6 separate regions of the Sus scrofa genome follow, and regions 1, 2, 3, 4 and 5 are each linked to region 6. Evidence: chromatin contacts called from public Hi-C and HiChIP or PLAC-seq data. All regions are on one chromosome and are shown on one strand. Each heading gives the region's core, a stretch centred on a gene start, on an enhancer-like site or on the middle of the called end of the contact. The rest is flanking DNA. Distances are from core to core; before and after follow the strand shown.

Region 1 (3,910 bases), core at 1,089-3,588, 840 kb before region 6:
CACCTTCTGAGAACTTAGCCAAACTTGAAAACCTAGTTTGACTACAACGGGAACAGATTCTCTGCTATAGAATATGATAGTAACTCATTTTAACACTGGTTGAGAATAACTTAGAATAAGTCCTCATTTGTTTATAGCTTTACATGGACAGAAGCATTTCACACATTAACTAATTCAATGCTTATAATATCTTATCGCCCCAGTTATGTAGATGAAGAATCTGAGCCCCTAAGGATTTGACTTGCCAAAGAAATTACAGCTAGTTAGTGATAGATAAGGAATCAGGGCTTTTTACTCCAAATACGACACTCTTAATTTTTTTTAATTGAAGTATAGTTGATTTAAAATGTGTTAATTTCTGCTGTACAGCAAAGTGATTCCGTTAAAAATATATACACATTCTTTTTCGTATTTTCCATTATGGTTTATCATAAGATATTGAATATAGTTCCCTGTGCTATATAGTGGGACCTTGTTTTTTATCTGTTCTATATTTAATAGTTTGTATCTGCCAATCCAAACTCTGAATCCATCCTTCCCTCTTGGCAACTACAAGTCTGTTCTGTTTCATAGGTAATTTGTGTCATATTTTAATTCCATGTATAAATGATAAAATATTTGTCTTTCTGACTTGATGATCTCTAGGTCTGTCCATGTTGCTACACATGGCATTATTTCACTCTTTTTTATGGTTGTGTAATATTCCTGTGTGTGTATAATCGTACCTTCTTTATCTGTTTCTTTGGACATTTGGGTGGCTTCTGTGTCTTGACTGTTGTAAATAGTACTGCTATAAACATTGGGGTGTATGAATCTTTTCAGATTATAGTTTTGTCCAGATGTATGCCAGGAGTGAGATTGCTGGATCATATGGTAACTCTATCCTTAGTTTCCTGAGGAACCTCCCTACTGTTTTCCATAGTGGCTGCACCAGTTTATACTCTTCCAAGCAGTGGAGGAAGGTACCTTTTTCACACCCTCTCCAACATTAGTTATTTGTAGACATGTTAATGATGGCCATTCTGACTGGTACCAGGTGATACCCCATTGTAGTTTTGATGTGCAAATGCAGCTCTCTTTCCATGACACTGGAATTACACTCCTAGTTAAGTCTTGGATGATGGGAAGATGTGGTAGCACAGACTGGTTAGCAATAGAAGTCACAGGTCGTGCAGCACAACATTTTATTTTTGGAGATTAGGAAATTTCAACCCAGAAAGGTTAAGCTCTGGGATGAAAAGTGTTGTCTTCCTAAATTAGGATTCCCAGATTTAGCCAATAAAAATAGAGTACTCCTCGTGTTGATGGGATATACTTATGCTAAAAAACCCATTTGCTCTTTATCTGAAATTCAAGTTTAACTGGACTTCCTGTGTTTTATCTGGCAACTCTATCCTGAGACCAAAGAGGGAAAGCTAAACTTGCTGTTCTTTTTGGATGTCTTTTAAAATATTATTTTGGAAATCAAAATATTTAGAAAAGAGCCCCCTAAGAACACTAAAGCAGACTTTCTATGGCTTTTCCTGGCTTTGCCAACCACAGCCTCCCCAAACTGAGCTTGCCCCACAACATTGCCTGATGGGTTCACTTTAAAGGACATCCTAAGAAAAACAATTACAAAGCGGTTTGAAAACACAAAGGGCTTCAGGACAATTATGAAAGAAACCAGCCCTGTTAATCATACCAACTACTCAAGGGAAACCAAATCATGGAAAGAAATCCCCGAGGAGCATTGAGTAGAATACCCTTCCTATGTACACCTTTAATCAAGATTCAAAAGGAAGACAGCTTGTTCCCTTTGGAAACTATTATGTAATGAAATCAACCCTGCTTTGTACTCGCAGACTAATTACTGGATTTATTCTTTTTAGTTTACTTCTAGGTGTTTGGATATTTCTCGTTGATAGGCTTTATGTGACTAAAACAACAATGATAAATAACAATAATGATTTGACCTGACCGGGTGTGAGAATGGTGATTTTAGAACCAGTATTAAATATGGAGTTTCATGCTTAAGTATACTGGTATTTAAGTATCAAGAGACTTTTCTGATGTCTATTGTGTGTAATAGTATAGGTCCAAGGCTCGTAATAATAAAGCCGTGTCTATATGGTGACCCTCTGTCATTCTGTAAAGAAAAAATTGTTGGTTCTTAAAGCTGCCTGGTGATAGGGTGGGCACTAGTGCATGTTGTTTCACCTTATACAGCACAAACATTGACAAATGGCCTTTTTTGATTTCCGTGTCAGCGCTGTCTTTTCTCTTTTACCACCTTTTGGATTCACTCACCCTTTGTGCTTCCCTCTCATCACTCGTTATTTCCACCAACATTTATTGAGCACCACCTGGGAAGTGCAAACTATGTTAAGGGGAACAGGTGAAAGCAGCAGTCCTGTCCTCAACACGCTTGTTTACAGGTTTAAGGAGGGAGAAGGATCTGTAAACAGGCTGAGCAGACCAGACGTGAAAGCACAGAGAAGGCCAGTCATTCTTCCTGGGGAAGATGGAAAAGAGGGGAAACCTCAGGTCAAGCCAGAGAACAATATTTACAAGGCAGAGGCTTGCAGAAGCACCTAACAGATTTTGTGAATGACAAGTTTATGATGGATTGGAGGAAACTGAGATTGGGTAGTTGGCTGGGATCCTTGTCAAAAAGGCCATCCTACATAAAATGGGGGGATTTGGATTTAGTAGGAAATCATTGGAACTCTTGAGCAGGAGAGTGACATCAGCAGATGGACTTTAAGGAAAACAACCATGAGAAAGGCATCTGGGATAAATGGCAGTGAGAGAAGATTAAGCAGAGAGGCCAGTTAGGATGTCATGGCATCCAAAGTGGTGATTTGGGACTGGTGGAAAGCTTGGGCTGCAGGACGGAAAGGAGATGAGATGCCTACTGGTTGTATTCCATTTTTATCTTTTTGGCCATGCCCAGGGCATGCTGATGTTCTGGGCCAGGCCACAGCAGTGACAATGCCAGACCCTTAACCACTAGGCTGCCAGGGAACTCCTATTTTTATCCTTTTATTTCTTCCTATTTTCTCATTTTCAAGTCCTGCAAACTCAAAGTAGGGGTTGAGTAGGATGATACAGGTGTGCTCCAGTAGGAGGTTTCATTTGGAGACCAAAGTTGGGAAAAGTCTGAAGAGCTCTCAAGGAATGCAGTTAGAATAGTTCTGGAAATGTTAGTCCAAGCCTAACACTTTAGTTATTTTTATTAATGGTTCAAAGATGGAAACCTTGATTAAATTTGCAAATGGTAGAGAATTGAATAAAATAGTTAATACACTGGAAAAAATCAAAATTCCAAGTGCATATCTAAAATACTCAGATCAGCTATATCTGAGAAGATGAAATTTAATAGGGGTGCATGTAAAATTCTGAAATTGGATCTAAAAAGCAGTGCATAATTGCAGAATAGGGAAAATCCTAGTTTGCTAGTATGGGGAGTTTGAGGTGACAATATTGGTATGGTGTCCCGCCTCTCGAAATAAGTCACTTATTATGCTGTTTCAATAGATGTATGATAACTAGGGTAATAGCTGCTGTTTAAAAAACAAAAAACCTTCTAAATCCAAATCCCAGTGGCTTAACGTAATTGAATCTAACTCATTCGGCCAGTCAGATAGCTACATTTTGTGTTCTCCTCCACGGTGGAAACCCAGGTGCTGGGTTCCTTCCATGTGGTGGATACCATAGTTCTCCAAGCCTTGTCCTCATTGACATTTGCATCTTGCTTGAAGAGTGGAGAGGGGACCTCTGCTTCATAAAAACCTTGGCCCAAAGTTAACACATCATTTCCCCTCACATTTAATCATGGAGGGAGAGTTGGTTGGACAGTTGCTTCACAGTGACACATCAATGTTATAAAAGTAGGAAGACCTATATTGTTGACCTATTTACCATCCAT
Region 2 (4,152 bases), core at 1,278-3,777, 650 kb before region 6:
ACCTGCAAAATGTGCATGATATTAGTGTCTATCTCCTCAGCTGACTGTGAGGAAAAAATAAGATCACACGCATAATACGCTTAGCAGGGAGACCACCACCATAGTCAGGGTTGAACATGTGTTGGCTGTTTGTTGGTGGGTTCCCCCAATCTTAACATTCTTGATGACAGACCTGGTCTAGAACCTCCTGTTCAACTCAGAGAGAAGTGCTTTTACTCATACGCTCTACTGGCTTTCAAGATCTGGGAGGGAAACTAGAAGGGAAGTTTCTTCTGGGAGAAGAGGGATTATTGGCTTTAATCTTGGGTCTATAAGTGCTCAGTATGTTCTCTCAATATGTCTTAGAGTCACCACTTCAGGGTTAGGCACTGTGTTAGGCATTGAGGATGCTAAAATAGAAGCGTGCCCCAGTCTTTGTATGCAGAGAGCTCACATCTAGTGTGTGAGACAGCTATAAAAAACAAACATTCTTTTAAGTAAATAGTGAAAACAAGTGCAAGATGCTTTTGTGTGAACAGAGAAGGAAGCGCTTAAGTGCCAGGGGAATTTGGCAAAAATGTGCTTGGGTCCTACTTGATGAGTGTTAACTAGACAAAAGACCAGAGGAAGGGAGGACATTGCAAAGACAGGATGGTGTGTACGGAGGAAAGCATTGCGAGGGGACATGAAGCACCTCCACATGACTGGAGCCCCGTGAGAGTCTGAGGAAGAGGGTAGCAGTCAGACTGCAGAGGGGCTGCATACCACGGTAAGGGCATACACCTTGGCCTTGAAAGCAGGGTAACGTCTCCTGATTTTGAACAATCAAAAAAATATCATGCTCTCTTATTATAGGAGAGTATTCTGGTGCTTATGTGGCTAAGGATAAGATGCCTGTATCCACCTGGAGGCAGGGTTGAGATTCCTATTACCATCTAGGCCGAGAAACTTTGGGTATGGATTAAAACCACAGCAGAGGCCTCGGGGAATGACCCAGGCTGGTGGGCTCTCCTGGGGATATTTGGGAGGATTAGTTTCTGGGTGTGGAGAGTTAATTTAGAAGGAGGAAGTGGGGTTGACTCCTAGGCTTCTGGCTTGGGTGGCAGAGTGGAGGGTTGGCCATCATGGTATCGCCATATAAGGTCATGCACGAGGGGAGAAAAATGGTGCTCATGATGGTTCTTTTTAGCCACGGTGAATTTTTATTTCCTGGACGTCACTGGGAGAAGTCTTGGGGGACTTGGAAAGTCTGTCTGGTGTTCTGGAGAGACTCCAGGGATGACAAAGAGAGTATGAGTGGGCAGTGTTGTTGCCAGAATTCAGCCTCTGTCCGCCAGTGCTGAATATAAACGTGGCGACAGAGTTTTGGGTGAAGGAGAGAAAGATAGCTTTATTGCTTTGCCAGGCAAAGGGGGCCACAGCAGGCTAATGCCTTAAAGATTGTGCCTCCCATTGGGAAGAATTGCAAGGAGTTTTATAGTAAAAAGGAGAAAAATGGGTTTTCAGATAGGTATCAGGATTGGACAAACACGCATTCTTCTTTCTTTGGGGGAATCTTAGTCGTCAAAGCTGGAATCAGGAGATCTTAGCATGATCATGGTGGTGGTTTTCTGGGTTATTGCCTAGAATAACAGTACTTGCAAGACGGGCGTATTGATGAGAGATTAGGACAGACTAGGAAAGTCCTGAAAAACATCACATGTTAATCAGCTTTAACCCACAGGCAATTGTGCTCAGGGTTCCTAATCTTTAGGTTATGGGTGGTTGTGTTTAGGGTGCAGTTAAGACAGGGAGAAGGATAAGGAAGGACTCAGCTGTTCTGTTTTAAAGTATTCATTTCTAAAAGACACACAGGATAAGATGCCTAAATTATTATTATTATTATTTTTATTTATTTATTTTTTTAGGGTCGCACCTGCGGCATATAAGCGGTTCCCAGGCTCTAGGGGTCGAATTGGAACTACAGCTGCTGGTCTGTGCCACAGCAATGCCAGATCCAAGCCAAGTCTGCAACCTACATCACAGCTCACAGCAATACTGGATCCTTAACCCACTGAGTGAGGCCAGGGTTTGAATCCGCAACCTCATGGTTCCTAGTCAAATTCGTTTCTGCTGCGCCATGATGGGAACTCCAAAATACCTATATTATTATGTGTATCCCTTGAGAGGGAACCAGGACCCCGCCCCAAGGCTGTGCTATTGTTTCTTGACTATTCCTCCTTTGTCTCTGCATTCCCTTCCTTCCCTGATCAGCAGCTGTTGGAACCTGTCCCTTGGAACGCAGGGAAAGTCATGGAGGCTGAATGCGGCCCATTTCCCAGGAACGAGAAATGGGGGACACAGAAAGGCATTGTGCCCAGGAGCCACAGAGGTCCCTGGTCGGTTACAGTGTCAGGACCGTGGGTGCAGGCTGAAGCTTCAGCTCTGGCACGGATGTCCCTGGGGAGAACAGGTGGTGAGAACTTGTTGGGCTCTGCCTGTGTTTGTGGAGACCAGGGAGTTTTCACTGCATGAATGATGATAATTGTTGGATGAAGCTCCTCTACGAATCACAGTTCCAGGCATTTCACTGGGTCTGCACATTTCTCAGAATGAGTCACCAGGAAGTGATGAGACAGCCTGAAATTGATCGAGGCCTCCTCCTCCCTCCTGGTCACTTTCTGCCATGTCACTGCTCTTCAGAGGCTAAGTCAAGTAAAGATGGAGAGAGGGAAGACGAGAGAGTCCACGGGGCTCCCTGTGAAAGACCTGCAGATTCCTAGGACTGGAGAGGAGCCCATGGAGCTGCGGGTTGTCAGGATGTGATTGTGTTATTTTGGAATGTATGTTGCCATTCCCAGCTGCTAGTGGGGATGGTGGAAAATTGACTGTCTTAATTATGGTCACTCTTCTTTTTTGTGTAAGCCGTGTTTTATACAATTTCATTGTTTTACTTAAAAAAAAATTTTAAAGACTTTTCCACCCTTCCTTGCAAGTTCCTTTCTCCAGAGTGCTGCTCCAGAGTAGCTCTGATATTTTTCTCAGAACTTCTCTTTTTCAGTTCAGAATTTTATCAGCAATTCTTATGCTAAGAGGGGTCAGGAGATGAGGCATTTCTCACGTTACCCTTGAAGCTACTCATGAATAATGGCCTATATCACCTCTATTGTCTGCCCCCAAACACGAGCAACCAGACAGAAAGGCAGAGGAGAAATTAAAGAGCCCTGAATGAGCCAGAGAGGCAGGCTAAGCTGGAGGTAGTGGGAAGAGGTGAAAAATGCCAAGTGGGGCAGATGGTTACACCGGGGGAAAGGTTCGAGTAGAGTAGCTACGCAGCAGGTAGAGAATAAGCCGGAGTCCCCGTTTTAAAGGCAAAGCAAGAACAACAGAAAAAGTATTGTGAAATCTTCACAGAGGGATGAAGGGCGTCGCTACTGAAGAGTGATGTGGCGAAAATAAATTAGGGCTCATTATTCCGGGCCAAGTGCATAATGGACTATGACATTCACAGGGCTTTTCAGCGCCCCTTCATACCCTTTCTGGTGATTTATGCTGTAGTTTCTGCTACACAGAGTGGGCGGGGGGTGGGGGATCCGTCTCTCAAAATACTTTCTTCCTTCATCAGTGAATTGATTTCCTTGAACTCTGACTGGGGTGGTAGGTTCGTGGGGCCTGAACAAGCTGGAGAAGGGACTAAGAAGGATGAGAGAGGTCCAAATAATTCCAAACCGGAGGCGGGAGCGGCTAGGAGGACTGTCCTGGGACCCACAGTGCAGTTTCCTGTGTGTGGGGAGGCTGCGTGGATGTTTCTGCTGCGTACAGGTGACACTGGGTGAGCGGTGCCGCCTCATAACTTGGAAGCATCACACCTACCAACCAGCAAACTCGTCCAGGACTCGAGAGAGAAAATGTTAAAAAGGAAGCCTGGGTGGGGCTCCAGTGCCGGGCCGGTTGAAGCATTTTGAAGTGAGACGAGGCAACGAAGCACACACCGACCAAGGAGGTCAGAGTGTGACAAGGGTCTGGGAGAGGGCACACCGTGCTGCCAGGCGAGAGCCCCGAGCCCTTTGTGCTGGGGCTGAGTCTGGGGAGTGGTGGATGCTCCATGCACCCAGGAGGCTCAGACCTCCCTGTGCTGGGGCCTCGCTGCTGCTGGGCCCTGTGAGATGACTGGCTTGGGGGCAGGGGTCTGGC
Region 3 (3,976 bases), core at 908-3,407, 700 kb before region 6:
GCAGGAATAGCCAGTGGGAAGGAAGTAATATTCATTAAGAGTGTCTCATGCAAGCAGTGCGGGGCTAAGCATGCTCAGTGTAAATTCTCCTGTAGCCTGTCAAGCTATGTTTGAACTCGTTCCAGAATACTGGATTTACTTTTTTTTTTTTTCTTTCCACGAGGAAGAATGCTCGATTAGACTGCATTTTGCCCTGCTTTTCTCTTTTTCTTCCCTTTCTTTCTCTCTTTCTCATTCTTTTCTCCCTGCCAGAAGATTGGAGACGATATTCTTTTGCGATCAATTCAGTAATACAGTGTCTTTGAGTGTTCACACGAGCATTTCAGTGGAGAAGAAAAGAAACTTTGCTACCTGGGAACAGAAGACTGCTTAGGTCAGTGAATGCTAATAAAGTCCTTAAGGACTTATGGAGCCAGGAGTTAACTTTTGTCAACTCTTAAGGTAATCTACAGCAAATTTAATTGCCTTTTCAACTAAGTGGATGTACATCAAATTTTTGTTTTCCACGCAGAAAGTATGTTTTTCATATATTGGAGTGATTTTCCAAACACAGGGAAAATATGTCTTTGGGTTAATTTGCATTTGAAAGAACCTCTCTTTGTATTAGAGGTTCTCTCTAGCTCTTACCACAAATTATGTGTTTTTCAAACAAATATTGTGGTGAGCTGATGTAGCCATAATGGTCTGAATGTGAATGTGTTCTGTGTTATATTAATTCTTGGCGTGGGTTGGTTTGGTGAAAGTTATTGCTTTTGTTGCTGCCAAAGATGAAAGAGAGTTTGTTTTCCGTTGCTGTTGTTTTTGGAACTTTTGGTGGGCTTTGGGGCTGCACTGTGAGCCCCTTCTGAGAGAGGAGAGCTGTCTTTTTCTATATTTAATGTGAGTTTTTTTTGCAAGGTTCAACTCTTATGCTGAGAAAGGGGCAAAGGGGCACAGATTTTATTTTAGAATCTGTGTAGGAGTGGACCTTTTCAAATGTAGTTTTGGAGGGAAATAGTATTTAGAAAGGCAGAAACACGGTTTGTAATGGAAGAATTAAATTAAGACCTTCTTGGTGAAAATCCGCGAATGCAAAAATATTGCATGCTGTATACTCATTGATTTAGTTTATATTAATAATTTTACTTGTTAATTCAAAAAAGTAGATCAGACTTTAAAGTGCTCTCTTTATAGTATTCATGGATGGCACCGAAAACTCAGACTAGCGAGATGCTGGGATCTCCGAGAAAGCAAGTTAGCAAAGGCGGCCCCTTGAAAACATCTGAGGACCGAGGTTATGAAACCACATGGCTTCATGTAGGAACAGTGCATCCTGGGCTAAAGCCGTTTAATTTTATTCAAGAATTTAAGAGTAAAAAGGGGGATTTATTTCTTTTCAAAAAAGAACAGCCAGGCAAGGATTATTGATCAGTGAGGGATTAAATATTTGCTGGAATACAAAGCATCACATATTATCAGTGTATAAATCAGACTGGTCAGATGTTCAGGGGATGTGAATGAAAACACCATAGTTTCATACGAAATCAAATGCATTAGCACCTCTGCTCTTCATTCTCCATCTTTGTGTCCCAGAAAGGGATGAGAGAGGTGGGATAGCCAGCATGTGAAAGAAGACTTGGCTGATGAGCTGACCTTGCTCTTTTAACTTCTGTCCATCTGTTCCTACTGGGCAGCTGAAGCAGCGAGCAAAGTGGGAGGGAAGAGACCTCAGGGGAGATGAGGAAGGAGCGGCCAGATCCCGCCAGGGCTATGATCTGCTAGCCATCCTCTGACTTAGACATAAGTAAAAGAGCTAAGCGGATGCATCTAAATCTACTTCCTTCTGCTCCCAGGGCTTTGATTTAGTACCATGGCTGCGATTCTGCACCTGCCTCTGATTTTCACAAGTAAAAGCTTCTCCGGTGCATAAATGGTGGTTCATTTGATATAGATTGATCCCCAAGGAGATAGCCCAAGTAATTCAGTCTTATTTTCGTTTTTCCTTTCTTCCCTAACATGTGGCGCAGATCTTGATGAGTTTAATTGAAACAACAAATCCTTTCTGTGATGGGAGAGCACAGTTCTCCATGAAAGCGTGTGTGTGTGTGTATGCATGCGCGTGTGAGCACATGCACACCACTTGCAGTCTGGGCTCTGGGACAGTGCTGCCTAGAAGGCTTTGCATGGCTGAGGGCATTTGTCTGGAGTCAGGGACCCCTTCCCTGTCCTAGCTCTGTCTATATCGTGAGGGGAGGTACACATTCTGGAGCATTCTGTAACTCTTTTCTCTGACTCCCCACCCCTTCCCAGCCTTGCTCTCCTTTCATGACCTCTGTCTTAAAGAATAGCCCTGAAACCTTTCGAGGCACAAAGAAAAACCAAAGCATACGTGTAGAGGCAGAGAACAAAGACGGGCCTCTGCATGTTCACATCTGGATAAAATTTAGACTGTGACAAGGGAAAGTGAGTGGGAGAAAAAGTCTGACATCACATTTTTAAAAATGCAAATAATTGACTTCTTAGAGGTTTTCTTTTCTCACATGCTCCGAGTGTTTTTGCATCCTGCCCACACCTTACCCATACGACACTTGGGGACAGCTAGTGTCGTATCCTTATTTCAGAGTGAAGGCCAGTGGCTTGTCCAAAGCAGTGACTAAGTTCGAACCAGCACACGGAGCCCTCAAGCTCCAGTCCAGGACTCTAGCTCTGCAACAGTAGGGATCATCTGGGGTCAGTTTCTGTATCTTGGACCCAGTTTCCCTGTTCACTTTGAGGTTTTGGGGCAGTGGCAGTTATTTTGTGCCATGATTTCCTCAAACTTAATTTGTTCCTGAATTGGAGAAGTCTCTGAAAGCTTTTCAGGGAACTTTATCTTTCCTTTTATCTTCCCTTCAGTGCTACCCATTAAAATAGATTAGACCAGTGTTGACATTTTCTTCTGACAAATGATGAACCTAAAAGGCTGAAGAACTTGTGGCCTAAGGTCGGAGAGGATGGGAGTTGCTCAGTTCAGGGTTTGAAATTGCAGACCGTGCTGAACCTATGTGGAGGCTCCTGGAGTAGGAAGGATAAATCAAGAAGAGTCCCATGATTCAGGAAGGTGAGAGTCGTGGCAGTGCCAGGAACTTCAAATACCGTTAATCTCATCGTGAAGGAGATCACTCAGCCTGGAGAAGTTAGGGGCTTCACCCACGTAGGGCGTTGGGGAGCTGGCTTCGAATCCTCATGTGTGCCTTACGGTGTAGTGACAAAGCCCATGGACTTTCCTGGGATTTTTTGTGTCTCTTTTTGCCCATATGGGGACACCTAGCACAGGGTTTTTGTGAGGATTATAGGAGATGATGCTTTGTGCAGAGTTTTGAACGGGGCACGCTCTTATTGTTGCTTGTGTTCTGCATCAGTCAGAGTAAGTGCCAGCTCTTCTTACTGGGATTCCCAGTCAGCTCTTAGCTCAACTCCCAGCTCCTTGGGATGGTTGTGTTGGTGAGTTAGCATCCCATGAGTAGCATCTCAGGTATATTTATTGAAAACTCAAAAACTGTGCTGAACGGTACAAGGGGCCGAGACAAAAGCAGGGGCCTCCTTGGTCTCTGTCCCAGGAGAGGCTGGTGGGAGGTCACCTGGGCAGATGTGTTTGAGAGAAGCAACGCTCATGAGTCATATCCAGTTATCTTGGGTGGCCTTCAAGTGCTGCCAGTAGGCCCCTTGCATGTGAGGAATCTATGAAACAGAACGGCTAGTCCGGGGTTATTCCTTTTGTGTTTCTTGGCCCTGTGAACAGCACTGACTGGGCTGTTGATGGTGATGGAGTATCTGGGCTCTGAAGCTCCTGGGCCTCCATGCGGCATCATGTTACCAAGATCCCCTTAGAGACAGAAAGCTCACCGCCCATTCTGACCAGTCAGTGATTTCTCACTGAGTATTCTCTGTGTGGAGGAGTGAAAGTCCACAGTCCTGGGGCTGCACAACGAAACGCAGGACAGGGCCATTTCCCTCT
Region 4 (3,809 bases), core at 313-2,812, 550 kb before region 6:
GAAGCAGGAAAAAAAAAGTAGTCTATAACATAGCATGAATTTTATAGCAGCGGGTGGTGACAACAGCATCATTCTGTGTCCTGTGCTTGGAATGAGATTTGCACAGGATTTCTAAGGACACATGGGGGTAAGAGGCTGGTCGGGGGGTGGGGGCTTCAGATGTGATGAGTATTCTTGAAAAAGACAGAAGATGGCCCACAAAATGAAGAAGACTGGAGTTGAGGAAGGACATTCCAGGCTAAACAGAGCAAGTCCTAAGGCACAGAGGGTGAAACAACGCTATCTGCCTCCTCCTTCTGGAGTATATATACTCTGAGACTTTCTGCTGTTGAGACATCTGTGGTGTGAACCCTATTCCATTGCAGGCAGTAGATTGTAGGACAGACCCCAGACTCATTTACTAGTTGAGCAGACCCTGCTTTTTGCAGAAGGTGGAGAACAAATATGTCAAATGTTTTGCTTTTCAAGCAGTGCACAATTTTGCATATATGTATATGCACGTAAGTAAACACAGAGAATTGATTTATAAAACATCAGCCCTTAAGCATCTCGGATTGCTTCCCCACAAGAGAAGTAACGAAAGTAAACCAAATGGAAAAATAAGTAAAATTCCTTGCATTCCCTAAGTCTTATCCCTGAGCCAGCCCACACTGCTTCAGTAGAGGAGGTAAACTCTCTATGGCGAGTCTCAGCAGTTCACTGCTTTTGAATGTTATCTCTCAGAGGAGAGAGATTGTCCTATAGCCTCTGTGTGACACTTTTATCCCCTGCTTAGAATTTCCTGATTAAAGTTCTTCAAGTTATGCCACTGCATAAAATAAATAAGTAGAACCATGCTTTCTGCCCTTTGCGGCAGAGAAACTGAGGAGCCTGGGGTGTATGTGGGAGGGTATGTGTTTTGGAGGCAAGCTTACCCCGAGATAAGAACATCAAGAAGGTGGCTTCATCTGGCAGCTTTCAGTGGAGATAAATTTCTTTTTTGTGTGTCTTGTTTAAAAATGTTGCTTTCCAGAGCTCCACTGACAAGATTAAGTGGGGTTTTGTTCTTGTTTTGTTTTGGTGGTGGTGGCGGTGGTGGTGGTGGAGGTGGAGGTTTATTTGGGGACTTACACTTTACCCGTCAGCCGTCCATAGGTCAGAGTCTTTGAGCTCTAGGAGTGTTTATCTTGCCCTTTAAGTGAATACTAGATGTTGTTTTTCTTTTTCTTTGCATCATGCTTCCTGCAAGTACTGACCATTCAAGGATTTTACTCAGACCTATGAGGACCTATCTTGGTTTTTCTTTAGCAGAGACATGTCCATATCTGGCTGTGTGTGTCACCTGGGCAATATGCCATGTTGGGCACCATGTGGAGAGACCAGTCGGTCCCCTTTGCCTTTCTTGGCCCTAGTGCCTCTCTCTGAGGCGGAATCAATCCTTCATTTTCCTTGGGCCCCACAGAGGGTTGGCTTCTGCTCTCCTGCGCCACCTGCTGTAACCAGCTCCAAATGCACCCTTCCCAGGCTCCAGCCCCAGGCTCCCAGGAGGAGCCAGAGCCAAAACCTCAGACGAAGCAGATGTCATTTAGGCTGCCAGATTTCTGCCCCGGTCTTATCTGCGCTGCCTCCACTGGCTCACCCGATCAGAATCCCAAGTGTCCCCAGATGACATTGCCTCAAGTCACGCAGACCCTGAGCTCCTTGGCCAGAGAGGGGAGGCTGCCAGTTTGGGGGCTGGTGACCAGGGGCTCCTGCCAGCTTTCTGCATATGTGGTCAGTGGAGGCCAGCCTCTGCCCAGCAACAAAAACGCAGATGGACTTCTGTCACAATGTCAACATACCCAGGGCACTGATCCTTCCATGGGCTCTCCCACGTGTTCCCAACATGTTCCCTGATTGGGCCACTAGTTTTCTCCCAAGCTACTCAGGAAGTGTAAAATGTGTTGTGCTTTTTAGCACTCTGGACTTTTTTACATTCTCCCCAAATGGAGTGATTCTTCTGATGGAGGCACCGCAAATAAAGGAAAATGCTGCTTTTTCTTAGTTAGATGAAGTACCCCTGTTTATTCCCTATTCTAGGTTAGAGATCTCTGGATGGCCTGGGATTTTGGCATCTGTTTATTCTCTGTCAGCACAGTCTGGCACGGAGTAGGTGCTGCACGGCAGCTTATTGAATGCATACATTCTCTCTGGCCAAAATCCTTCTTGAAAGTCCTTTTCTAGTCATCTGTTAAAAATTAAAATGGTCAGATTTGGGGTTCTGATAGTTCATACCTGATTTAAGCCTGAAAAAATGAAGGCTGACTTGGTAGAAAGAAATGAGTGATAGCAGTGATTTTTTTTTTTTTTAAGGCTGTACTTGTGATATATGAGTGTTCCCAGGCCTAGGGGTCGAATCAGAGGTACAGCCGCCAACCTACGCCACAGCAACACAGGATCCGAGGGACCTACACCACAGCTTACTGTAATGCCAGATCCCCAACCCACTGAGTGAGGCCAGGGATCAAACCCGTATCCTCATGGATACTAGTCGGATTCGTTTCTGCTGTGCCACAGTAGGAACTCCCATCAGTGATTTCTGAGGGTGCTCTGATAAGAATGAAGACAGTTACCAGTTGTTATTGCATGAGGTTGAAAGAAATAATGTCTGCATGTGGGATCAGATACGAGTTAGAACTTCCTGAGTGCAAAGGTTACAGGAGACTCTTATAAATGACACATGGGGGTTTATGCCAGCAACTTCTCCAATGATAGGTACACATCCATTTAGTTCAGCAAATCTTTACTCTCCTCCTCCATTGCACCAACCCCGCACTAGAAGCTGGAGTTTAAAAGACTGATAAAGTACGTGCCTGACCACAAAGAAGACTTGAGACAAATGACATTGAACAAACTTCAATGTCATGTCCCAAGCGCTAAGAGAGAGACGTGCCTGGGGCATTGTGGGAACATGATGAAGAGGCACAGACTCCAGCTGTGTAGTCAGAGAGGGCTTCCTGGAGGAGATGGTACATGGACTGAGGTGAGAAATGTCTCAGTGAATAAAATGGAGTCACTGCAGGTCAGGAAAAGTGAACAGCTAGACTAATTGATGTAGAAACCCTTTCAGACCATAGAAATTTCATTCAGCCCTTTTGAGTTGAGTCATCTGAAAAATATTGTCCTGCAGGACGTGTGTTACAATCTTGGTGGCAAAAAGGGGCTCCATTTTCTCATTTTCTGTTCCATGTTTGATCTGACACGTCATCGGGATAGCATTTCATCATTTGAGGAGGAAAAAGGTAAAGGAGGGGACTTATTTTCTTCTGCATCCAAGGGTCATGGGCCCGTGAGCAGCCTGCTCCAAAATTCAGCACACTGCAGAGCGAGCATGGCCTCGATGCATCAAACTTGACATATTTGGGGGCTGTCCGTGGGGACTCTAGACCGGGCATTCTCTGTACCATCCAGGAGGCCCCAGCGAGGAAGGCTGGGGCCGGCCTGCCTGCCTGCCTGCTCAGGGAGAATGAACTGCTACCTGGAAACGCTCACAACAGCTGCTCTTTGAATTCCGGCAGATTGTTTTACCAGGCTCCATTGTACAGGTGGGAAAGCCAAGGCTGAAGAACACGGAGCAGCTTCCTAGGTCCTGAGGAATAAAGGGTGGTAACCGTGGGTTAATTTGACTTCTTTTCAGTGCCACAGCAAGTACATACCCAGGGTGGGAACCTCTCAGAGGCGGTTTTCCCAGAAGTGCTTTTGAAATGGCAAGCCAGTTAGCAATGATCTGTTTCCACTGGATACCCTGCTTCTGGGGCTGGCATCAGGGGGGGTGGGGGTGGGGGGTGCCC
Region 5 (3,810 bases), core at 168-2,667, 630 kb before region 6:
GGATCAAACCTGTGTCCTCAAGGAATAGTAGTTGGATTTGTTACTGCTGAGCCATGACAGGATCTCCACTTTTTATTTATTTGCTTGTTTTCCACAATTTATTTTTTAATTAACATACAGTGAAGCTTGTACTTGCTTGTATAGTTCTGTGAATTTTATCATGGAATCATCACCCAAATAGGATATACAGCGGGGACATCAACTCCAAAAAATTCTTCCATGCTGTTTCCTTTGCAGTCATCCCCTGTCCTCATCCCCAATCCCTGGCAATGCTGAGGCCTTGAATATGTCATGCAAATGGAATCAGGCAAATGGAACTTCTTGAGAAGGGCTTCTTTCACTCATGTGATACCTTTGAAGTTCATCCGTTTTGTTGTATGTATCCATAATCTGTCCTTCTGTAGTTGCTGAGTGATCTTCCAATGTGTGGATGGTTTAATCCCTTTGCTAGTAGAAGGACCTTTGGATTGTTCCCAGTTCGGGGTGGTTGTGAATACAAATGCTTTAAATATCCACAAACAGGTGTTTGTATACACATAAATTTTCTCTAGGCTAAATACTGACAAGTCCTAGTGCTGGGTTGACTTTCTTTTTTCAATGGAGGAGGTCAGTATTTATTTTTAAAATGTTATTGGCATGTAGTTGCCTTACAATGTTGTGTTAGTGTCAGGTGTACAGCAAAGTGGTTCGGTTATTCCATGTGCATATATCCATTCTTGGATTCTTTGCCCGTATAGTTTAATACAGAATATTGAGTAGAGTTCCCTGTGCTATACAGTGGGTCCTTCTTGGTTATCTGTTCTATATTTAGTAGTGTGTATATGTTAATCCCAAACTCCTAGTTTATTCCCCCCCCCCACATTTCCCCTTTGGAACTAGGTTGCCCCTCCCCTTGAATTTTTTTCACTGGACCCCCTTCCCCAGAGAAAGCCCATCTCTCAGTGTGTTACTGGCTCCCATCTCTCCCATCCCACCGCCCTCCTCTTTCTGGCTCAGAGCTCCCAGAACATAGTAAAACTGGAGCCCATTTTGATTAGTCCAAATCTTTCAGCTCTGACTTGGCGGTGATTTGGGTTATTGCACCAGTATTGTAGTACCCTCTGCTGGCTGATTCACAAAGCTGGCTGTATGCCTGGGCTCGGAGAGGAATTGTAGCCACAGTGGGAATGAGAAAAATAATTGGGGAGGGACATGTAGTCGTGGTGAACTGACATTGTAGTGACGGCCCGGCAGGGACTCTGCCTGTATTTGATGCTACACATATAGATAAATGCTGTAATATTTTGGTGGAACCCTACAATATTGTGCTTGTCTTCTCAATTGTGGGCAAAGATGGGCTGTCTGGAAAGCTGGACTCAGCCTGGAGGCTGTTACCCAGATTGCTATTTTGTGAAGACATCCGCGTACAAGTGACTCAGATCCAAACATTCAGAAATGCTCTTGGAGGGCCATCTGGTTCTTGCTGGTTCTAAAAGCCTCATTCAGCCTGGAGGATGGATCCAGGACAAAAGACAGTGAGGGCTCTTCAATGAGGTTTAAATCCATTCCACGGACCGATAGAGAAGCTGTGTTGTAGTGTATAGTTTTGTTTTGTTTTGTTTTTCCTCCCAGCCACTGCAGCGCCTTATAGAAGTTCCCAGGCTGGGTATTGAACTCATGCCACAGCAGCGACGGCGAGAAGCTTCCTTTTTTACAGTTTTTTATTTTTTGGCTTTTTAGGGCATATGGAAGTTCCCAGGCCAGCGGTCGAATTGGACCTGCAGTGCTGGCCTACGCTACAGCCACAGCATCGTAGTATCTGAGCCACGTCGGCAGCCTACGCCACAGCTCACGGCAACACCAGATTGAGGCCAGGGATCGAACCCACAACACTGATTGAGGCCAGGGATCGAACCCACATCCTCATGGATACTAGTCAGATTTGTTTTCGCTGCACCACAACAGGAACTCTGAAGCTGTCTTTTAAAAATAGCTGATGCTGCTCCTTCAAGAGCGGGCGGAGGATGCCTTCCTTTCAGAGGTCAGTGGAGATCTGTTAAATATTTAATTGATGATCACACAGTTGCCTGGAGGCTTTGAAACACACACACACATTTATACACACACACAAAAACACAAGTTTGTATCAAGGAACATGTGTCCATTTGTTTGGGTGTCTGAGACAGGCTGGGAATTAGGCTGACCCAGCCTGTCAGGCAGGGAGGTGTATCCGAGCCCCGGGATCCTCGTGATGTGTCATATTTAATCTGTGAAGACAGCGCTGCCAGCCTTGCAGGTTGGATAGTGGGGCTGATGGGTCTGCCATTCGCACTCTCTGGCTGCTTGCCTTTCTGAGCAGAGGTATGGCTGCATGTTCTGTAGCCAAGGAACAGAGAGTCTCCTTTGGGGGAGGCAAGCAGGCTTGGAAAGGGAGGGAATCCCATGCCTTCAGCCTCAGCTTTGGGCCCCAGCCAAGTCCAGGCAGAGACTGGGCATCTAGGGAGAAGGATGCTGGGTACCAGGGAACACGTGTTTGGGGCAAAATTCACTGCATGGCGCTTGCTTCTTAGTTAACCTTCTGTTTCTCTGAGCTTTACCTTTCTCACCTGAAGGTGGTGTGAGGGGCATTCTTGTGCTTCCTCTAGTTCATCCAGGCAAAACCACAATATATCTTCTATTCTGAGAGTGTAATTCATGCCTAATGCTTTCTCACTCTCGAACATGTCAAGTTAGCAGACACAGGGATTGCGTCTTATTTCTGTACATTCCCAGCTCAGCCCTGCTCTGAGCCTGAAGAAGACAGAAAGGAAGCTTGCTAAGTGCTGTGGGTAGAGGTGTGGCTTTTTAAGGGCACCCCAGAGTTTCATGAAATTTATAAATGGTGGGACTTTGGGGAGATTCTTTCACCTTCGCCTCAGGTAATGTGTCTTTCCTTTTTTCCCCCCTCTCAGCGAAGATGCTGGTGTTCCCCATCCTGCTGTTCTCACTTCTCCAGGACCGAGGCCCCGTGGAGGGAACCAAGATCCTAGACCATCCCTTAGACATGAACTGGTAAGTCCTCACCAGCAAGTTGAATAGTTTGTTTCTAAGATGTACTACAGATCCCTAGAAAGATCACCCCCGTCTGAAGGCACAAAACACAACCTCTTAAGGGTCAAAAGCAGAAGATAACGATGGAGAAGTTTTTAGCATGTCCTAATGTCTCTTCCGTGACGATGGTGCTGAAAATGATGTCTATTAATGGAGAAATTTCACCTGAGCCGTTTTATAAACCTCTGCTGGAGCTTAGGGTCTGCGAGAAAAACCGGCAAGGGCTGCGCAGTTGACCAGCTTTCTTGAACACGGCCTCCCGCTTGCTTCTCTCAGTGTTCCGTCCTTGCCCAGAATCTTCACAGTCCTCCGTGCGCTTTCTCTAGGGCCTTCCCCGAGCGTGGTCTCTTGTGAGCTGGGGAACCAGAGACTTAAGTTACGTCTTGGTGAGGTTACTGATTGCAGTGTCTGTATGTTATTTTTAACCTTGGTAAAGTACACATAGCCAAAGAAATACTGACTTAACCATTTTTTTAATCTTTTATTTATATATATATTTTTTCTGCTATACAGCATGGTGACCCAGTTACACATACATGTATATATTCTTTTTTCTCACATTACATGTTCCATGCTAAGTGACTATACAGAGTTCCCAGGGCTACACAACAGGATCCCATTGCTAATCCATCCATTTTTAAGTGCCCCGTCCAGTGGCATTAAGTAGAGTCACATCATTGTTCAGCCATCGCCACCATCCATCCGCAGAGCTGTTTTCATCTCCCAGAAGTGAAACGCTGC
Region 6 (4,099 bases), core at 1,057-3,556:
CAATAAATGAGGGCCCTCTGGGTGGGGGCAATTCTCATTTTCAACTGAGTATATGCATTTATTTAAACCAGCAAAACTCCTCAGGAAGTAATTGTTCTTTCCAAATTTCTTGGAGGCAACCATGCCACAGATTTGTGATCCTTGGAGAGTTTCACTGAACAGGGGAAGTGGCAGGTGGAGATGAGGTGGCTGGCTCAGTGATTGAAGGAAGAGCTTCAATCATCACTGAGGAGCCAGCGGTCTTAACAGAGAAATTCCAGGCTTGCACTTGAACTGCAGTTCAGACCTTGGCTGGACTCCTTAACTTTTTGTACCATGAGGAAGTTGGGATAGAATCACAGTGATTTTTTTTTTAATTTCCATATGTACAGTACAATCACCTGGGGGAGACTAGGGATTCAAATTATGATGTCCATCTCCCACTCCATTTCCGTTCTGATTTCAACATCTGTGGGGTAGTGTCCAGACAATTCCTAAATAGCCAGGGCTGAGAATCCCTGGATCATAGAATCTCCAAAAGCTGATTCTCAGAAGGGAATAAAGGTAGTGTGGCAGTAGAGAGGAATACCAGAATTTCTCAACCACCCTTAAATATACAAAAACCTGGTAAAGCAGCATGCCATAGAAGTTCTCCTGTGGTAAGGGATCTGGGGTTGCCACAGCTGCAATGCAGACTGTAATGGCAGCCCTGGGTTCGATCCCTGGCCCGAAACTTCCACATGCAGGGAAAGTAGCCAAAAAAAGAAAGAAAAAACAGAAAAAAATATCATGAGTATCATGCTCACTTGTTGGGCTGATTTCCCCAAGCTGAGCAACTGCTGGGATCCAGGTGTGGCTCTGACCACTGACAATCAGCATCTCCCCAGCAATCTGTGCATTTTTCAAACTGAGAGAAAAATGACCAGCAGCTTGGACCCCTAAATATTCTGGAAGTGTTCAGCCAACTGTATGGAGGTCCCATCACCCCTCCTGGGTCTAATCCGGGCAGCGCAGTGGCCACTGGAGCAGGCAGGAGGGGAGCAGGGTCCCAACCACATCTAACAAGATGGCCGATCAGCCTGCCTGCCTGACGCCAGCACTAGCCACCAGCCCCCAACACGCAGGACATGAAGCATCTGCCAGGCGGGTGCCGGCTTTTGATCAGCAGCATGTCGAGCCAGAGACCTGCAGGGAAACGGCCAGCCTCCCGGGGCCGGCCGGCTGGAATCTCTCTGTCCCCTTGAGAGAGGGGCTTGAAGGATCTGAACAGATTTAAAAGTGGGGTGCAGGCAGAGGGACGGGGAGCGAATGAGGGCGGCTGTCTCCTAATACCAGGTTACTCCCTCTCCTCTAAGGAAAGCATGACACCCTTTCGGTTCCAGTGATTGGAGCAGGATTCCTTGGCTGCCTTAGCACATGGGGCTACTCTGCTCCTGAGATCTGAGAGTCCTTCAGCCTCTGCTGTAAAACCTGAGACCTCCAGAGCGGGTGCCTGGTTTCCCAGCTATCAAGGCACCAGGGTGTGGCAGTGACCAACTGCAGCAGGGCTGTTTACAAGACACTTGAGGCCCCTGGCCAGAAGCCTTCAGGACGTCCTGCGTTTTCTAACTGGGGCCTTCAGCTGATAGCTTTAGGAAACCCCCATCTGTGTCCTTAGCATGGAGGCTGGGGCTACCCGTCAAAGCCTTGTGTTAAAATACAGGCCCCTCCTCTCAGCCCCCTTCCTGAGCCACCAGGCCAAGTGCAAGCAGAGGTCCAGCCACAGGCAGATAGCATGTGTTTTGTGTCTCACAATAGCAGCTACGTGACTTGAAGGGCTCTTCTCTTAGAAAACCAAATGCCCACCAGTTTTGCTTATTTGCTCTAACCTTCAAAGAGCCCAGAGGTCCTTTCCTAGTTCAACAAATAAATCCAGTTCCATTCTAGCAGACTCTGACCCACAAGTTCTATTGTTACGCCTTCCCTGAATTTCCCCTGTTCCATCCCTCTCAGCACTTCAGCCCCAGGCAGCTAACCCTTCTTTCGTTTGGGGGATAAATCAAACTCTGGGGGTTTTTTTTGTGTGTGGGTTTTTTTTTTTTCCCCCTAATTCTTTCAAAGCGTAAGGAATGTTGACACCCCCTGAAACATGCCTCTGATGTCTGGTTAGACTTCAGACGGCTGTATTTGAACGCGTGCTGACGCAATCGGGCAGATTGGGTTAAACCAAATATTACAATTGCAAGAACTCATCTGGAACTAATAATTTTGAGGCCACCGAAAGTAAAAGGGCCCAGCTTTGGGGCGGCCAGCGGCAGAGGCCAGGCCAGGCCGATGCTGCCACCTGCCGTGGGCGCAGGGAACAGGGCGCGCCGCCCCGGCCTTCCTGTTTTGTTCAGAACGCACTGGCTCCCACGCACACACGTTCCGCAGCCAGCCAGACCAGGGTTATTTTAAAAAGCTAGCACCTCTCCCCAGCCCTCGGTGTAAAGATAGCTGGTCTGGCCGCCCTAGCTTTGCTCTGGGGGGAAAAAAAAAAAAAGACAACCTCCCAATTACAGAGCCAAGGCTGGCTACAAAGGCAGTTGCACTTGGAGCCGGATGAAACATGTGCCCTTGGATTGAACAGATCATGTGTTAGTGGCTCACTTAGGAGAAAGGCTCGTTCAAGGAAGAATTTTTATTTTGTGGGGGATGAAGAGAACGCACAACTCTGGGTTATGTCGGCACACTGCTGAACTGCAAGTCACATGCCAGATCCAGAAATGATGAAAACATCTGTTTTCGCTTTAGACCAGCAAGGCTCTGGCGGTGGGGAGGGGCGAGGGAGGGAAGGGCTGGGTTTGCTCACCAGCGCCATCTGCTGAGCCTGGTGTAGAAGCGCCTGCGTCCCAAGCACAATGCAGGTTGCCACTCACCCCAAGAGGAGGGGAGATCAACAGGTGGGGGGAGCGGGGGTCTCTGCCCCGGTGATCACTCGCCTTGGAGGATAGCCCTGATTTTGCCCTGGGGACTGTGCAATTCCGTATTGCCTCGGAGTGTTCACAACAAAGAGCTTTGTCCCTGGGGACTGCTCTGGGGCAGAGGAGGAGGAGGAGAGGGAGGCAGCAAATGAATTCCCAGGTTGAGAAGGAAGGAGGTAAAGGGGGAGGAGAGTAGCTCGTTGGTGGTTTGCAGACAGTAAAATTTGCTGTTCTTTCTGGCTGAAATCTACCAGAACAAAGAAACAGCACCGTGTCTCTCGGAAAATTCCCAGCTGCACTTCTCCCAGCCTTCCCTCTTGCCTGTTATGGTGGCTTTCACTCTGCATGTGTGAGAATGTTCCAATAGTCACAGAGATCATTCCCGACAGGCCAGGGTGGATTAAGCCTTGAACGTGAAATCCACCCAGCCTCCTATGAATGGAGGGCTGGGGGTGGGTTCTGAACAGGAGCCATCCTGACAGCCAAGCCACTGCCTTTTTTCAATGTTCAGCAAATATTTACTGCCTGCCTGCAAGGTGCCCGGCACTCACTCAGCACAACTATTTGTCATAAAGTTTTAAAAACAATACAAATATGTCAGAGGAAAATGTATGTTTAATGTCAAGTGATAATGACAGCTGTGAGTTTAGAAAGAGTGAGGGGATTCCAGACCCTCAATTGACCTTTTCTCAGTGTTTGGGTGCAATTCTGAGAAGTTTGAATCCCCCAATCATCCCTTGTGTAGTCTAATTCCCTAAATGGCTAGTTTCAGTCACCCTGCTTGAGCCTTGACCTCCATTTCTATAGTCTTAAATCCTTCTCTCCAGTTCCTGGGGAGCTCATTGCCAGAGGAAAACACTGTCAGGGGACCATCCAAACTGCATCCTATCACCCCAAATCTGAATTAGGTGGATCCTAAGCTCAACAGCCAGGCATGATCCCTGAGCAAGAAGCAAAATTCTGAGATATGAACAGAGCTTCCCAACAAAATACAGGTTGTGAGGGCTTAACCTACAGGAGAAAGAGCTTTGGTCAAATGAAAAGATCCAGGCTTGCTGATCTCACTAAGTCTCTTTACCTCCCTTACATGCATCTACTGAACACACCCTCAGCCCTCTGCTGCCTACTTTGGAGGTTCCCAAAAGAGGAAAGTCTGATAATATGACTGGAATCCATCT

The links. Hi-C and Micro-C count contacts between places; a contact is called where the count stands out from the background. HiChIP or PLAC-seq counts read pairs in DNA pulled down with a chosen protein or histone mark.
Region 1: a contact with region 6 is called in a Hi-C map of retroperitoneal adipose tissue, with 5 times the contacts expected there. The contact joins two enhancer-like sites. A contact is called at or near these places in 1 of 5 promoter capture datasets (liver), 22 of 47 Hi-C or Micro-C datasets (alveolar macrophages, brain, embryonic fibroblasts and 13 more) and 2 of 2 datasets of contacts at active chromatin or transcription factors (alveolar macrophages and skeletal muscle).
Region 2: a contact with region 6 is called in an H3K27ac HiChIP or PLAC-seq map of skeletal muscle, with 9 times the contacts expected there. The contact joins two enhancer-like sites. A contact is called at or near these places in 1 of 47 Hi-C or Micro-C datasets (embryonic fibroblasts) and 1 of 2 datasets of contacts at active chromatin or transcription factors (skeletal muscle).
Region 3: a Hi-C map of skeletal muscle shows a contact between it and region 6, with 4 times the contacts expected there. The contact joins two enhancer-like sites. A contact is called at or near these places in 5 of 47 Hi-C or Micro-C datasets (embryonic fibroblasts, liver, skeletal muscle and 1 more) and 1 of 2 datasets of contacts at active chromatin or transcription factors (skeletal muscle).
Region 4: a contact with region 6 is called in a Hi-C map of skeletal muscle, with 14 times the contacts expected there. The contact joins two enhancer-like sites. A contact is called at or near these places in 1 of 5 promoter capture datasets (liver), 24 of 47 Hi-C or Micro-C datasets (adipose tissue, alveolar macrophages, blood and 15 more) and 2 of 2 datasets of contacts at active chromatin or transcription factors (alveolar macrophages and skeletal muscle).
Region 5: a Hi-C map of omental adipose tissue shows a contact between it and region 6, with 1.7 times the contacts expected there. The contact joins two enhancer-like sites. A contact is called at or near these places in 8 of 47 Hi-C or Micro-C datasets (embryonic fibroblasts, fetal heart ventricle, heart right ventricle and 4 more) and 1 of 2 datasets of contacts at active chromatin or transcription factors (skeletal muscle).

Annotation. Positions count from the first base shown.
Region 1 is chr9:49,501,824-49,505,733 of Sscrofa11.1, reverse strand. All of the region lies in intron 1 of LOC102164776, which reads left to right. Among named protein-coding and RNA genes, the nearest start is that of UBASH3B, 130 kb to the left of the region's middle. Within about 2 kb of position 2,338, at least 2 of the 83 cell types and tissues checked have an H3K27ac peak or open chromatin away from gene starts, as enhancers often do. A contact at or near this core is called in retroperitoneal adipose tissue, where this site is marked.
Region 2 is chr9:49,318,001-49,322,152 of Sscrofa11.1, reverse strand. All of the region lies in intron 1 of LOC102164776, which reads left to right. Among named protein-coding and RNA genes, the nearest start is that of MIR100, 160 kb to the right of the region's middle. Within about 2 kb of position 2,527, at least 17 of the 83 cell types and tissues checked have an H3K27ac peak or open chromatin away from gene starts, as enhancers often do. A contact at or near this core is called in skeletal muscle, where this site is marked.
Region 3 is chr9:49,369,547-49,373,522 of Sscrofa11.1, reverse strand. All of the region lies in intron 1 of LOC102164776, which reads left to right. Among named protein-coding and RNA genes, the nearest start is that of MIR100, 210 kb to the right of the region's middle. Within about 2 kb of position 2,157, at least 9 of the 83 cell types and tissues checked have an H3K27ac peak or open chromatin away from gene starts, as enhancers often do. A contact at or near this core is called in skeletal muscle and subcutaneous adipose tissue, where this site is marked.
Region 4 is chr9:49,216,829-49,220,637 of Sscrofa11.1, reverse strand. The region is part of intron 3 of LOC102164776; the gene reads left to right. Among named protein-coding and RNA genes, the nearest start is that of MIR100, 61 kb to the right of the region's middle. Within about 2 kb of position 1,562, at least 28 of the 83 cell types and tissues checked have an H3K27ac peak or open chromatin away from gene starts, as enhancers often do. A contact at or near this core is called in adipose tissue, fetal liver, liver and 2 more, where this site is marked.
Region 5 is chr9:49,291,153-49,294,962 of Sscrofa11.1, reverse strand. It overlaps LOC102164776, which reads left to right. Exons shown (of 5, transcript XM_021063017.1): 2 at 2,931-3,030. Among named protein-coding and RNA genes, the nearest start is that of MIR100, 140 kb to the right of the region's middle. Within about 2 kb of position 1,417, at least 14 of the 83 cell types and tissues checked have an H3K27ac peak or open chromatin away from gene starts, as enhancers often do. A contact at or near this core is called in omental adipose tissue, retroperitoneal adipose tissue and skeletal muscle, where this site is marked.
Region 6 is chr9:48,665,703-48,669,801 of Sscrofa11.1, reverse strand. The region is part of intron 1 of LOC110255448 (a long non-coding RNA gene); the gene reads right to left. Among named protein-coding and RNA genes, the nearest start is that of SORL1, 230 kb to the right of the region's middle. Within about 2 kb of position 2,306, at least 58 of the 83 cell types and tissues checked have an H3K27ac peak or open chromatin away from gene starts, as enhancers often do. A contact at or near this core is called in adipose tissue, fetal liver, liver and 4 more, where this site is marked.